Regions from separate parts of the Sus scrofa genome. Here all the other regions are linked to region 2. The links are chromatin contacts, called in public Hi-C and HiChIP or PLAC-seq maps. All regions are on one chromosome and are shown on one strand. Each heading gives the region's core, a stretch centred on a gene start, on an enhancer-like site or on the middle of the called end of the contact. The rest is flanking DNA. Distances are from core to core; before and after follow the strand shown.

Region 1 (2,700 bases), core at 46-2,545, 570 kb after region 2:
GCAAAAAGCTTTCTTGTTTTACCATCTTAATTTAAGAAGGCTTATAATAAGTATTTGGTCATACAGAGACAATCAGGAATTCGTTGAAGACTGTTCAACTGTTACAGAAATTATCTACTTACAGTATTTGATCTATGGATCAATGAAGTTTTGCTAAAAGATACCATTACCTAGAGAATGTTGTAATTATAAGTTCAACAGACCCATTTTTTTCCATTGATATATGCAATAAGAAACATCAATAAGTGAATACTTCTCTATCATTGAACTTCACCTGGTGGAATTATCTTGATGAATAGAAATAGGGATAAGGAGGAAGTAATATGAGATAAACATTTAAAGGAAACAGAGTGAATTAAAGAACTGTGAGTATTTGGACTGTTACACCTTAACATTGTATTTAGGCACCAGGATTCTGAAATCCCTGGGTTGGTGGGGGGCGGGGTGTAGGGAAGGTTCAAGAAGATTTCCTGCATTTTCCCTTAGGTCAGGGGAGTTTTACTGGGGAAGACATTTTGGGGCTCACCATTCCATTTTGATGATTGTTTTTCAAGCAGACAGAGAAAAAGAAGAGAAGAAAGAAAGGAATCTTGCTACCTTGTGTATAATTCTTTGGCATTTTTCTTGCATGTTTGTTTGCGCACTCTCTCTCTCTCCAGTTGGGGGGACTGGAATATGAGCTGGCTTTCATTTCTAGCTGAGTCTGTCATTTCCGCTAGGCCCCAGGTTGGCCAGATGCCAAGACCAACAGGTGATCCTTGTAGCTGCAAAACAGCAGGAAGTGGGCCGAGCTTGAATGAGACAGTTCACCAGAGGGGCTGTCTGGCCTCTCTCCATCTTTCTGCATAATTAACATCCCCTCCCCCATATGGAGCAGAAAACCTGTGCTGAGCAGCTCAGCTGCAGCAGCCACTGAGCAGCACTGTGAGGAAAAGAATGTTAATAAGGGATGTTGGAAGAAATAAGCCTTCCGAGTGCAAAGTGCAGTCTGGCTCTGGGTTCACAGAAAGACTGCCGTTGGCTCTTCTGAGGGGCTAGAACTGTATTAGCTGTTTTGAAAGGATTTTCCCTCACTGAACAACTGCGAAGACCTAGGATGCTAATAAACCTTGGGGCTGGTGGTTCCGACTGGACTTGAAGAGCCCTTTAAAATCCCTGTTTTCTTTCTTGTCTTGAACATAAGAATGTCTGAGACACGAAGAGTAAAAGCAACAGGAGCTTAAAGCCTGCCTAGATCTCACGAACCCTGGTAGAGACGGAACAAAGCAGGAAGTTGGCCACGAGAACAGGAAGTAGAGTAAATTGTGTTGCCAGTAAGTGATCTGCAAAAAAGTGGAGGTTCATGGAGAGTCAAGGTAGTTCCTGCTTAGAAGATACTGGCGGTTCCTAGAAATTTAAGCTATTACCAGTGGGTGACTCCAACCCTGGAAGCTTGTAAAGCAATGTAGTCTTTGCTACCTTTTCCCCGTGGTTTAGCTAAAGTTTTGAATTGATTGCATCTCCCTTCCGGCTCAGAGCATCACATATAGAAGCTCTTTCTCCTGGAAATACCTATTCATCTATCCTTTCTCCCCCATCCCCCGTGCTTCTGTGCCTGGACATCTGAATGAAGCTATTGAAGTAAGGGAGAACTTTTTTTTTTCTTCTACCCTCTAAGGTTTAGTGTCTGAGGGCCTGCAAATTAAACTGACAAAAGATAGATTAGCAAGAGGAAAAAAACAGATTGTTTACACAAAAACATGTATACATGCATGTACTCAGTGGTGAGTAACTCAAAGGGGTGGTTAGAATGTGGAGTTTATAGGAGTCCCTTGGTGGCTCAGTGGATTATGGATCTGGCATTGTCACTGCTGCAGCTCTGGTTACTGATGTGGCATGGGTTCAATCCCTGGCCCCAGAATTTCTTCATGGTGTGGACTTGGCTTAAAAAAACTGAATTTGGGAGTTCCCATCGTGGCACAGTGGTTAACAAATCCGACTAGGAACCATGAGATGTCGAGTTTGGTCCCTGGTCTTGCTCAGTGGATTAAGGATCCGGCGTTGCCGTGAGCTGTGGTGTAGGTTGCAGACTCGGTTTGGATCTGTTGTTGTGGTTCAGGCAGAGGCTGGCGGCTACAGCTCTGATTGGACCCCTAGCCTGGGACCCTCCATATGCCACAAGAAGTGGCCCTAGAAAAGGCAAAAAGACAAAAAGACCAAAAAAAAAAAAAAAAAAAAAACTGAATTTGGAGCTTATATACCATCTTAACAGAGGTAATAAATGGTGGAGAAATACTTGTCAAAAGGAAAGAGGGCCTGGGGTTCTAGGGGAGCAAATTTTCGAAAGGTAACTAGGAAGTGTAGGGGGGAAACTAATGGAAAATAAGGGTGGTTTATGCCAACTCATCTCTGTACCATTTCTGGTGATGAGTTGTGCTTTGATCTCCTCCTCTTCCTGGTATGGGAGGGCGAACACCTTTACAAATGAAAATATCCTTAGCAAAACTTAAGTTTATGCCCTGCTGTTAGGTATATAAAGGGAACGTAGAGGCGTTCCCTGGTGGTGCAGCGGGTTAAGGATCCAGCGTTGTCACTGTGGTGCTGTGGATTCGATCCCTGGTCTGAGAACTTCCATGTGTTATGAACATGGCAAAAAAATATAAAATAAAAAATAAAGGGAAGGTAGGCAGCTTTCTGTGCCTGCAGTTTCTCAGTTGCTTT
Region 2 (2,700 bases), core at 101-2,600:
ATGGATGTTCAAAATATTTGGTAGTCTCTACTTCTTCCTATTGCTCATTTGTGCACCTGCTTTGCTAAATTTATCTCACAATATGTATAGCCACTCAAGGAGGTCTCTTCTGTGTGTCCCCATCCTTCTCCATCTCATTCCCCCAACAAGAACTCCTGTTCCTCTTGTTCTCGGGACACAGTCCCTCTCTTCCCACTAAAATCTGACTGTTTCTTTTATGCCCTGCCCGTCTCACTGGTGTGCTTAATGCGCCACCCTGCCTGTGTGATGAATTAACCTTCCTTACATACATTCTGCTTCAACCACTGGCCATGGAGGCTTGACTTTGTCTTCTATGTCTCTGAGGATCTGAATTTGCCCACTCATAGATTTCTGAGAGTTTTTGGGCAACAGCTTTAATTTCTGGTCTCCCAACCACCCTTGTACCTCCTGTTGACCGGAATATTTCTTTCAGTCTTTCAGTTAGTTGAATAATTCCTAATTCCTACAAAGCTGATTTATCAAACCATCACCTTCACTACCAAGTAGTGTACTTTTCAAACCTGTTTGCAGGAGTTTCCTCAGAAAAGCCCTAGAAATCTGAGGGCCCTGAGACACATTTTTAATGACACAGAAACCTACTTGATTTTAAAAAATAAAATCCACTTAGGACAAAAATAAACCAGGCAGGTTTCCCTTCCTGCAATATCTTCTCTCCTTGAAACTGTTACGTTTCAGAGCTAGTTTGTTTTAGGAAGCTCTGTTCTGTGGAGCAATAAGTTGTTGTAAGACAAACAGAATAATTTTGTTTTCCATTAGGTCAGTGGTGACAACATTAAGCTTAGCAAGACCATTTTTTGGCCAAGCTTGTAGCATGCAGAAGTTCCCCTGCCAGGGATTGAACCTGGGCCACAGCAGTGACCTGATTCACAGCAATGACAACACTGATCCTCAGCCTCTAGACTACCAGGGAACTCCTCGCAGGACCTTTCTACGAGCACTTCAATTAAAGTTCTGCTCATGTAGTTTTTGCTTTTTTTTTTTTTTTTTTTTTTTTTTTTTAAAGCAAAAAGTAGACTTTTCTTAAGCTGCTTTTACCCTGCAAATGGCCCTGATATCAGAAGTCCACTGGCAGGGTAAAATCAGGTATAAATTATAAAAGGGTTTTATTTGTTTTCAGGAGGACAGTGTTAAATACTCTATATTATCCCCCAGTTTGTTGAAGTGCAGAAGCTGAAAAACAATCTGGGCTTGGAAAGAAACTGCAGTGTCTGAAACTCTCCAGAAGCACTCAGAATGACAGGACCCTTAGCCAATAAAATGTGAGATTCAAGGAACACATTGTCACAACTCAGCGAATAATAAGGAGCAGGTATAAGTATGACATCACTGAAACACATTCCCATTGGCGGTTCCTCTGTGTGCTGGTTACTGTTCTATTTGTGGAAGCAGCAGCCTTATTCAAATTAACCTTTTCAGGCAGAGGGGAGGAGGGAGGTGGTGAGAAATATGCTGCAGTCTTTCCCCTGAAGGTGACGTGCTCTCAAATTCACTTTACATTGCCTTTGAGCAGGCAAAATAAAAATAAATTCAGCTGCGGCAGTGTTTCACAGGGATAATAGCTGCTTGAATTAGATCAGGTCAGTGAAAAGGAATGGGATAGAGGCTGTGGCAGAGTGAAAACAAATTTCTGAATTTTTCTCTTTGCTTTTATTCCTTCCCGCCTTATTATTTCTCCGTGTCTCTTTCCTGGACCTGATCGCTGCATAGACTAAACTTGATATCCCCCCAGTCAGCCATTCGAGGGAAGGATTTCTTTGAATACTCATACCTCCAGCCTGTGATGTCTAGCAGACAGGTCCGATGAACGGATGGTTGCCTGACATGGTAGAAATACTCAGGAGTATGAAGCTGATGAGATAATTTAATCACATTTACTGTCGTCTGTGAGCAACTGTCACTTTCCATCCTGTTTCTGTTACATAACATAGGGCCTCCAGCTACATCACTGATACACAGGAGCGCCCACTCTGTGTTTAACTCCTAGGGCTTTGCTTTCACTTCGGAGAGCCTAGATGTGGGGGCAGTCCCCATGTCTAGTCCCCATCCGGATGGGCTTCCAGAACTTGGCACAACTTTGCACAAATAAAATGCTTTGGGTCTTTGGCCTTATTTCTTTTACATCTTCAAAAAGGATTTCACTCTCTCTTGTCACTGACAAAGATCACTCAGGATACAAACCGTCTAAAACGGTAAACCCTGCTTTCGAGTCCATGTCCTTAAGTAATTTCTTCTTTCTGATATTTCTGTTTTCTTTCCATCCCTTGTCATCTCTTCCTTCCTACCTCAGAATGCCTCTACACAGCATTCCTGTTGTGGCTCAGTGGGTTAAGAACCCAACTAGTATCCATGAGGATGAGGGTTCGATCCCTGGCCTTGCTCGGTGGGTTAAGGATCCGGCGTTGCCTTGAGGCTGTGGTGTAGGTCACAGATGTGGCTCAGATCCGGTGTTGCTGTGACGGTGGCGTAGGCCGGCAGCTGCAGCTCTGATTCAGTCCCTAGCCTGGAAACTTCTATATGCTGAAGGTGTGGCCCTGTGAAGGAAAAACACAAAAATTAAATGCCTCTACTTGACAAATTTTAAAATGCAAGTGAAAAAGTTTCCAGAAAGTTGATGATCAATCTATAGTCTCTGCCACAATGTGGAGTGTCTTAGTCTGT
Region 3 (2,700 bases), core at 199-2,698, 850 kb before region 2:
CTTTTCTTTTCTTTTCCCCTGTTAAATTTTAGGCTCTCATTTTGCTTTCTGAAAAAAAGGAAATTTCTGCTGGAAAACTCCTTGTGATGAATTTCTGCTGCCATAACTGCAGCTTGGTTACCAAAAAGGTTAAAGAATCTTTCACTTGCTCTGAGCAAGAGAGTAGTCATTCACAGGGGAACACAGAGACCAGCATTGTAATAAGGTGAGGAACCCAATCAGGAACCCCTAACGTAATGAAAGCTGGCCCGGCCATTCCAGGATTTATGGAAAGCGAATAGCGCTGTCGGAAAAATCAGCTTAACAAATCAGTGTTGCTGTTCTTGTATTTCTTGCTTTCATACCCTCTCCTCCCTAAACAACCTTCTTTTTGTGTTACGCCCTCACAGGGTCACAGGATCATATGGGTTAAATGTAAAGGATAAGACAGGGTAGATGTAAAGCCTTGTCAGGATTGGAAATTATTTGAACTCCCTGCATTTTGAGGACATATTGCAGAGTTGCTACCCAGAGCTCCCCCTGAGCCCAGGCAGATGACAAGGCAGGACCCATGCCAGGCTGCTTTGGGAAGCTGTGAGTTTTGTGGTTCGTTCGCTGAACGTTTTTTTCAGTGACTAACGGTTTAAGCATGCCTCGGCAAGCTCCCGTTTAATTTTTCAAAATAGTAGTCCAAAACCAGGCCAATCATATGTTTCTTTTTCAAAGTTTTTTTTTTTTTTTAGCCGTGGGACACAATTAGAATTTGCTGCTGCTTCGAATTGCAGCAACTATGCAGCCAATGAGGAGAATGAGGCAGACCTGTACACACCAACAGGGAAGGGCCCAAAAGATGTATCCTTAAGTGAAAAAAGCAACAAGTAGAACAATTTGTTTAGGAAAAATCTGTTGTTTACAGTCATTATAAAGAAAAACGAGCAGAAGCACATACAGCAAACTCTAAATGCGGTTACCTTTGGGGAGAGAAGAGGAGTGAGTGAGGGGTGACAAGTGGCCTTGACCATTTCACTCTTTATACTTGAATCTTTTTTGCTGTGCTATATTAATGAACTATTTCTGTAATAAAGTAGTTTTTAAAGGATGACTCTTAATAGGATCACTCTGGACGTGAGGCTTTATGCGCACTGAGAAAAACACCTCTTTTTATCCTCTGCTTTGTGTCAGAGTGTATACATAATATGTTTGTCGCTATGTCATTTGCCGTAACGCAGCTAAGAAGAGGTTAAGCCATCTAGATCGTTTTTAAGCGCCTGGATTCTTGCAATCAAGGCAATCAAAATCCGCTTCCACCTTAGCCCTCTGCCACCATTCATCAAATAGGTCTTGTTCTGCTGGGCAGACAGTCTTGTTTCACAAGCAGGAAAAATACCCAGCTGCAAATGGTTTGCACAGAGCTGGGGAGAAGTCTACAGAGGATTCCAGGAGAAGGAGGTCAGCGGTGTCCCGCTCTGGCTCTGGGCGCGTGTGTGCTTTCTTTTCCTGGAGCGAAACCTCTGAATCGCCGGAAGTCCCGGAGATGAATGAAAGCTGTCCTGGCACGCAGAGTGGGCTTTAGAGATGAGGGTTAACCGAATGCTAACGGGGGAGAAAGAAGCATCGGGGGTTCTGGCTGAAGGAACGGGAAGCGGCATTCCAAAGGAGCCAGCCTGGCCTGACCACCTTTCTGATTTCATTTGTGTTTCTGAGCTCCCCCCGAACAACGTCTCACTTTCCTTCAGTGTCTGTTACCAGATCACATCTTCAGAAGGTTGGGGGAGTTCCCTGCTGTCCTTGGTGGGGGGGTTCTTGGTGAGCACAGGAGATCCCTTCTCTTTCTCTCTCTCTTTTTTGATTTCTTCCCAGTCTCCCACTGTTCTTCAGTCGAAGCTTTCTGCACTATCTCCAGCAGGCATATTAGGGTTATAAAGCATCATGAAACATAAATCAACTCTACTTATATAAAAAAAACAAAACTGAAAAAAGAGTCATAAAACAGGGACATAGAGCTCCGTAGTCCTTTAATTTTCCTGGGAAACAGTAAAGCTGATGACGTGGTCAGTATCTAACTGAATCTTTTGTTTTTGTTTGTTTTTCCCTCCCTGAATATTATTCGGAGCGTCACACTCTTGACCAGCTGGTTCCCTGGTGCAGGTGGGAATAAGAACTGGTGGAGAGGAGTTCCTGTGGGAGCTCAGCGGTAAACCCAACTAGCATCCATGAGGACTCAGGTTCGATCCCTGGCTCTGCTCAGTGGGTTAAGGACCTGGCATTGCTGTGAGCTGTGGTGTAGGTCGCAGATGTGGCTCAGATCCTGCATGGCTGTGGCTGTGGCCCTAGCCTGGGAACTTCCAGATGCCACCGGTAAGGCCCTAAAAAGATTTAAAAAAGAAAAAAAAAAAAAACTGATGAGAAATTTGGGAAGGAAGTGGAGGAAGTCACTCCTCCATGAGGCTAGCCTCCTTTTGAATGGTGGGCTTACTTTTTTCCTTGCGGAGTCCTATCAGGGGCCATGCGAGTATGAAGTGAAAGGAATATTAAAAGTGTGCTTGCTATTAGGAACTGAAAACAGGCATGAACCATTATTCTCCCACATGTGTCTTTACCCAAGTGCTTATAAAGTTCTCAGTTTCACACCTAAAAGGAGATGTTAAACTCGAATAAGGTACAACATGAAAAGTATCGTTCAAGGAGTTGGGATATGAAATCCAACGTGAACAGCTAAGG

The links. Hi-C and Micro-C count contacts between places; a contact is called where the count stands out from the background. HiChIP or PLAC-seq counts read pairs in DNA pulled down with a chosen protein or histone mark.
Region 1: an H3K27ac HiChIP or PLAC-seq map of skeletal muscle shows a contact between it and region 2, with 5 times the contacts expected there. The contact joins two enhancer-like sites. A contact is called at or near these places in 1 of 47 Hi-C or Micro-C datasets (alveolar macrophages) and 1 of 2 datasets of contacts at active chromatin or transcription factors (skeletal muscle).
Region 3: a Hi-C map of embryonic fibroblasts shows a contact between it and region 2, with 2.8 times the contacts expected there. The contact joins two enhancer-like sites. A contact is called at or near these places in 4 of 47 Hi-C or Micro-C datasets (embryonic fibroblasts, fetal heart ventricle, fetal skeletal muscle and 1 more) and 1 of 2 datasets of contacts at active chromatin or transcription factors (skeletal muscle).

What each region holds. Positions count from the first base shown.
Region 1 is chr11:46,070,041-46,072,740 of Sscrofa11.1, reverse strand. The region is part of intron 4 of KLF12 (Kruppel like factor 12); the gene reads left to right. Among named protein-coding and RNA genes, the nearest start is that of KLF12, 240 kb to the left of the region's middle. Within about 2 kb of position 1,295, at least 37 of the 83 cell types and tissues checked have an H3K27ac peak or open chromatin away from gene starts, as enhancers often do. A contact at or near this core is called in skeletal muscle, where this site is marked.
Region 2 is chr11:46,635,396-46,638,095 of Sscrofa11.1, reverse strand. The region is part of intron 1 of LOC110255761 (a long non-coding RNA gene); the gene reads right to left. It also overlaps a transcript of KLF12 not described here. Among named protein-coding and RNA genes, the nearest start is that of KLF12, 330 kb to the right of the region's middle. Within about 2 kb of position 1,350, at least 30 of the 83 cell types and tissues checked have an H3K27ac peak or open chromatin away from gene starts, as enhancers often do. A contact at or near this core is called in embryonic fibroblasts, fetal skeletal muscle and skeletal muscle, where this site is marked.
Region 3 is chr11:47,488,954-47,491,653 of Sscrofa11.1, reverse strand. No RefSeq gene overlaps it. Among named protein-coding and RNA genes, the nearest start is that of TBC1D4, 270 kb to the left of the region's middle. Within about 2 kb of position 1,448, at least 10 of the 83 cell types and tissues checked have an H3K27ac peak or open chromatin away from gene starts, as enhancers often do. A contact at or near this core is called in embryonic fibroblasts and fetal skeletal muscle, where this site is marked.